Regions from separate parts of the Mus musculus genome. Here region 1 is linked to region 2. The links are chromatin contacts, called in public HiChIP or PLAC-seq maps. All regions are on one chromosome and are shown on one strand. Each heading gives the region's core, a stretch centred on a gene start, on an enhancer-like site or on the middle of the called end of the contact. The rest is flanking DNA. Distances are from core to core; before and after follow the strand shown.

The links. HiChIP or PLAC-seq counts read pairs in DNA pulled down with a chosen protein or histone mark.
Region 1: a contact with region 2 is called in an H3K27ac HiChIP or PLAC-seq map of extraembryonic endoderm stem cells, with 2.1 times the contacts expected there. The contact joins two enhancer-like sites. A contact is called at or near these places in 17 of 484 Hi-C or Micro-C datasets (the C10 cell line, astrocytes, bone marrow-derived macrophages and 10 more) and 2 of 115 datasets of contacts at active chromatin or transcription factors (extraembryonic endoderm stem cells and pancreatic cancer cells).

What each region holds. Positions count from the first base shown.
Region 1 is chr5:33,957,773-33,961,098 of GRCm38.p6, reverse strand. No RefSeq gene overlaps it. Among named protein-coding and RNA genes, the nearest start is that of Nelfa, 23 kb to the right of the region's middle. Within about 2 kb of position 1,563, at least 5 of the 459 cell types and tissues checked have an H3K27ac peak or open chromatin away from gene starts, as enhancers often do. A contact at or near this core is called in extraembryonic endoderm stem cells, where this site is marked.
Region 2 is chr5:33,694,034-33,697,122 of GRCm38.p6, reverse strand. No RefSeq gene overlaps it. Among named protein-coding and RNA genes, the nearest start is that of Fgfr3, 26 kb to the left of the region's middle. Within about 2 kb of position 1,627, at least 114 of the 459 cell types and tissues checked have an H3K27ac peak or open chromatin away from gene starts, as enhancers often do. A contact at or near this core is called in extraembryonic endoderm stem cells, where this site is marked.

The sequences.
Region 1 (3,326 bases), core at 314-2,813, 260 kb before region 2:
AGCTGCGTGACCCACAGGCATAACTTTTGTAGCAGTTGTAGACTTCAGAAACCCAAGAAGACAGGCAGAAACTCCAAGGTGAACCCAAGTAGGCCAGGAGATACCAGTGGTTAGAGCAGGTGGTGGAAAGAAGTAGCTGAATAGGTGGACATTAAAGTTTCAAGTTGAATGTGATGGGTGGCAGGAGCCAGCAGAAACGAGTGATCCATACTTTATCTTCGCTTTTCACACCAGTTCAAGTGGCAGGGACTCACATTGTAAACTTTGTAAATAAAGCTTTTCCTTTTGTAGACTTTGTAGACTTTGTAAACTCTCAAGGCAGGAAAGTGGCCTGGCTCCCATTAGAAGAGCCATACCCCACCCCAAGACTTTCCTAACAGCTGCAATGGCTAATTTTTGTAAGAGCAGTTCCAATCCTGAGGTGGGCTATTGGCCAGGCTCCAACCTACAAGAAAAAAAATCTCACTAATCTCTGAGCTTTGCTGCAATGTTCAGGCCACACAAACCTTCCAATCCCAGGCCATCTTGGAAAGCTCTGCACCCCAAGAAACCCTATATAAACACGGCATTCTGCCCAGTTCTCTGCTGCTTCTGCCACTAGCAGAGGCAGCCTCCTTCCTGGGTTTCCCCTCCTAATAAATCTCTTGTGTGAAGTTTGCTGTGTGGTGTGACTTTGTGGTATTCCTTGGCTCCCTACCGCCAGGATCATGCTTGGAGCAGAGCTGTACCACTTCTGCTGGGGGATCTTTCCCCAGACTATGCAGAGGTGTTATACTTGTAGTGGGGAAACTTTCCTAGCACCTGGAGCAGAATTTCTGTAAGGGAAGCCTTTCCCTACAGAACTGTAAGTGTAACACTTACACCTTAGGAGAGTCAAATCAGCAGAAGGCCATGTAACAGAGTAAGACAGAGAAGAGGTTCCACCATCTTGTATTCTTGCAGAGGCTTTCAAATTTAACTAGAATTTGATCTCCTTCAGGAAGAATACGATGGAAAATTACCCAATTCTATTCTAGGAACTCAGGTCAGGTTGTCCTAGCTAACTTATTTTAGCTTCTGTTAAACTGCCTGTTTGTGTGGAAACCCCTCCAACTAACTGCTTAACTTAGCTTCTGTTAAACTGCTTGCTTCTGCAGCTACCTAGTAAGAAGCCAAGGTATAATTTTTGATACTTAGGGCTAGACTTAGGTTCCAGAATACCTGCGTGTAATCTTAGCTGGATAGAATAATGACTTTCAATTGACTATAGATTGTGTCTGTGTGAGTTATCTCTGGTGAGCTACCTGTGAGCACTGGGCCCCTATTGTGCACCCTTCCTGGTGGTCAACAACAGATGTGTCAGGAGCCACTTGCCTGAGTAAAAGTCCGCCTGCTACCCAGAGACAAGATAGGTCAGGGTTTGCTGGCCTGGCAGGATGTTTTGCGAGCAGACAGATCTCCTGGCCTGCTGAAACATGAACATTGGGAAGACAGAAATGTGAGGCTCACGGCAAGGGGCTGAACGTTCTATTGACCTTGGCAGAAGGAACAGGGAGGCCTGGATAAGAGATATCCTGTGTAAATGTCAGCAATTGTTTCTGCTATTCTGTAGTTTTGCTCCCCACAGCACTGTGGAGTATAAAAGGGCTGTACTCAGTAAACTTCAGGCAGCAGTATTCACTGACAGCCCTCCTGAAACTGCCTCTTGGCTCCATGTCTTCTTTATTTTCTTCTTTAATCCTCAGTCCCCACTCAGGGACCATTCGACTTTTGTCAGCGGGCTCTGGCACAGCTGTATGTGAGTGGGTACAATAAAGAAATTGCCAACAACTACTCCATGATATGATTAAAGATTTTTATTGTAGTCATGAGAGAGAGGACAGCCAGAGACATCTGGAAGAATCCAGAGCAGAGGGAGTAAGAAGTAGACTGAATATGGCCAGCAGATTAGACATGGCCGGGGGCAAAGGAAGTGGGGAAGTGGAAGAGAATGCTGGAGATTGTAGGATAGCAAGAGACAGAGAACAGAGCATACTGTGAGAGTAAGATAAAGAGAGTAAGTGGGGGGGGGGAGAGAGAGAGAAAGAGAGAGAAGGGAGAATAGTATAGGGGGGGTAAAACCCTTGCTATTATAACGAGAACAAACAGGTATCTAGGAAGAGGGAATCCTGGGGAGGTGAGAAGGCTAGGATTCTGTCTCAGCTTTGAAGTATAAAACAACTTCTTGTATACTGAAGAAGCCTAGAGCCAGCATGGGCTTTGATATGCAATCACAGGTAGCCATTTGTCCCTTTTGCAAGAGATAAGGGATATTACTCTTTTTTTTGAAGTGGAAATTTCTGATTTCTTTGGTAAGTCAGTTATGTCAAAGAACATTTTGATGAAGCAGATACAGGTGAAAGGATGTTTTTCTAAGGCATGTGAAAAAGACTCCTGATGAAGGATTCCTTGCTAATGACACACATGTATTAGTTCGCCTTACATTGCATTGCTGAGCTCTGTTTGTTGTGACTCCATAGAGAGAAATGCACCAAAAACCTTCTGGTGGTGCTCTGGTGGCTTTTTGCCACTTCCTCGTACTGGAGACAATTGACAAAGGAATGTCAGCTGATACAGACTCGTGTGGTGTTTTGCTAAGACAGACCCATGGGAGGGCACATGATGTTTGGAGTGAATATAATTAGGACTTAATGGGCAGTGACGGGAAGCTTGCATAGTTAGCTTTGCAACACTTCACTCTTTGGCTTTGCTGATCTTCAATTCGTTGAGAGGCACAGAAAAGAACATCCCCTGGTGCCCCTGCTGGTCCTGGTCACTCCTGCTGACTTGTGCTGATTTGGCTGAGGCCTGGCTGTTTCTGCTAAGTCCTGCCACCACTGCTGATTCATATTTGTTGCCCAGACAGTATTGGACTGCTGGTGTATGTGTGAAGTGTTTGCTAGTGGATTGAGTTGCTGCAGTTGATTTCTGTGACCTGAACTGCTGATTTTCTGACAATGCAGATTGGATTTGCTCCAAAGAATGTTTTCCAAGCAGGTCCACTCCCCCTGTATCCTAATAACTTTTCTTTTCCACCACTTCCAGTGGGTGGTGGGATAGATGGGAGGTTAAAGCATTTAAGAACCATTATAAAAAGTAGGGTTTGAAATATCTAAGTCTACACTTTTTCAGCAGGTGGGAACCAACTTCACAAGTTCTTGAGTAATGTTGGCTCTTATCTAACTCTGCAGTCTACCTTGAGCTCATTTCTGGACATCTGGACTGCCTACAAGACCTAAAACCTGGTAGATTCAGCACTTTAAAAAACAGCAGCTGAGCCACCTGGAAAGGACAGGTTCCAACCTGTT
Region 2 (3,089 bases), core at 378-2,877:
GAGGCACCATAGCCAGGCTTTTCTAAGCCCCATGCAAGTCCTCATATAGTCCTAACCCTCTGTAAAGACCAAGCAACACAGACAGCAAAATTTACATTAAATAAACTGACACACTGAGCCTGGCTTTTCTTGATAAAACTCCAGGGCAAATGAGAAGGTGGCCTTGGGACCCTCTATGGTACACAAGAAGCTCTCCAGGACTAGAAGCAATCCACCTCTGTGTGCACACACCACCAGCAAGCCCTACCCTGAACAGGGAGGGTGCCCATCTACCCAGCCCTAGTGCCAATGTGCCAGCCCATGGGTGGAAGGAAGGTGGAGGGGCTGTCAGTGTCTTAACCACCAAATTTGAGAGGCCAGCCTAACTCTGTGCTGGTATAAAAGTGGGGGCTGCCAGCTCTCTACAGGCCTGCCTGGGTCAGGTTTGGCCACATTTTTTCTCTCAGAGCCTACTGCTTCCTCAGGTGAAGATGTTTACTCTCCTGGGGCGGGGGCACTCGGAGCTGCAGGTGTGTGTGGGGTGCGTGTGGGGGCATGTGTGCCCATGTCTATGAGTCTGGGTGGCTCAACAGGTCCGGAAAGGCAGGTGGGCTTTCAGGCTGCCTCCACTCCCAGCACCGAGGATTAGGGAGAGGAGGTCCAGCTCTGGTGGAGCCTGAGGAGGAAGCTACTGGACCACTGTAAGGGTGATCCAGGCCCCAACTCCTCAAAAGACAGGTGGCTGCAGGGAGCTAGCTGGGCCAGGTGAGGAAAGAGACAGACGCTCCCCTGGTGATTCCTGCTCCTGGTGTGCTGGGCAGTGATGTTGGCACTCCCCATTTGTAAAAAGTGAGTGATAACGACCATAAGAACACCTCTTTTTCACACCAAGTCCGGGGGAAACAGACAGCACTCAGAAAAAAAAAGTACCCCTGATTTCTGTCTCTAGGGAAGTGCCCTCCCATTAATTAGGAAACAGAAGCTGCTCAGAGCCCCAGGACTGAGACAAAAGGTCCCAGACCAGAGTTACATAGAGCACGTGGGGATAATATGCCCATCTATCCCTGAGTCCAGGCTGCTCGGGAGGAAAAGAAGGGCAAGGGACAGTGCCTGGAGCGGAGCTCGGGAAAATCTAGCCGGCTGCCTGGCAGAAACAGTGCATCGCAGGGTGAGGAAGATCGGAAGCCAGAGGTCGGGTGGGCAGCACACATCTCCCCACCCCAACCTGAAGGCCAAGGGGCTGCGACCTCCCCCTAGCAGCTATGGATGCCCAATGTATGGCGTGCCCCTAAGAGTTACTCCGCCGGGTGGGCGGCCAGGTCGTGGAGTTGGCTGGAGCTCCAGGCCTGCCACGCCCCAGCGGCCGCGAGCGCAGAGTCCCAGGGGGCTAGGGGTTGGCCGCGTGGGGCGTGGCCGGGAAGGGGCGCCCCGGGCGCCGCTCAAAGGCCGCTAATGTTCGCTAATCCCGGCCTTTCAGGCGGCCGCGGCCCGAGCTGTTGGCCCAACAACAGGCGGCTGAAAGGGGAGTGCAGGGCGCGGGGGGCCCCGGCCCCGACGACCGCTCCGCCCACGGCCTCCCTGCCGGGGACCGGCCCCCGTACAATGCGCGGGGACTCGGCGAGAAGCGGTGCGCGCACGAGGCCTCGGGACTGGGACTGGGCCACCCCTCGGCGCGCTGCGCTCAGGCCTGGCCCGCCGCTGGCCCCTCGCAGCACAGACGGCGGCCCCTCCGGAGCGTGACCCCAGCTTTCAGCGCCGCCCCTGGCCCGGCCCCAGCGCCTCGTTAGGGATTTAATTAAGGAGCCGCCGGGGATTTGCATAATCTCCGCGCCGGGCTGGGAAGCCCCGGGAGGGGGCGACTAACAGGAGCGGAGCGGGTTGGGCAGGTCCATGTGGGCTGTGTGCAGGCCTCCCAGCCAGGGCCCACAAGTGGTCGGCTGACAGCAGGAAGAACCCTTTTGTGTCCAGGTCTCTGGCCCTGGAATTCCCCATCCCGGCTGAGGGTCCCTCTGTCTAACCCTGGCTGACCGAGCTGTAGACTCAGCTGGGCCTCGTTGCCCTGAACACCCCTGCTACCCGCCCCCTTGCCCCCCCCACCCGTCCCCTCGTGCACACACCTCCCCCGCAGGACAAACATTGAGCGCAAACATTCCAATACCGGCCCCACCCCAGGAACGACAGGCCCCGCCCCTGTCCTCAGGTCTTCGGGAGCCCGCGCCCACCCCATCCCTAGAGCCAGCCAGGGTTCAAGCCCTCAATGGGCCCAAAGCCATGGCAAAGTGAGGGGCAGGGAGATGGTTCCCAGGCCAGAGCATCCCCATATGCGCAGCCTGGCCTGGGACGTGTTTCCGTACTGGCCAGTTGTATACGTATGGGCTCCACCGTGGATCTGTAAATAGGGTGAGACTTCTAGGGCCTTCTGGGCCTGTGGTTTTGGCTGAGCTTTAAGTCCATGTCACTCAGGACAACAACTGGAGAGGACCAACTATTGCCACATTCCTAAGGTCTCTATCAGCCTATGAGATTTGGAGACGGAAGCCTGCGTTATGGGGTTTGCCTTTGTAACCGAGTCAAGAAGGATGGTCTTTCTGCCCTCCTCTGCCTTCTGGCATCTCAGATGGGTCACAGCCCCAGTAGCTCCCCTCCCTGTGCCCAGCACAGTCTGCCCTGCGGGCATTCCCACAGCCTTCAAAGGGCACTGTGGGGCAGAGACTTTCATCTCCTGGGTGGTAGCTGGGGCTGGAAGAGCCCCATGGGCACAGCCACCTCCCAGGCCCTGCCCTCTAGTGACCTGTTCCCACCCCTGCAGCCCACCTGGGTTCTGCCTGCCACCTTAGGAAGGGGCCTTAAGACAGGGCAGGAGACTGGAGTCCAGGACTAGCCTGCTAAGACCTGAGATTTCTCACCTCTTAGTGTGGAACTCTAAGCTCTGCGTAAGAACTTGCTCCACTCTGGCTGGTACCCTGGCCTGTGCTAGAGAGGCAAGTGTGCCCTCTACTCTATCCCTATCCCATTCTGTCCCTGTCATGGGCCGGCTTCTCTTAACCTCCTCACCAGGCTAGAATACCTCAGTGCTGTGTATCTAAGAGCCACCCAACCCTAGCTTCTCA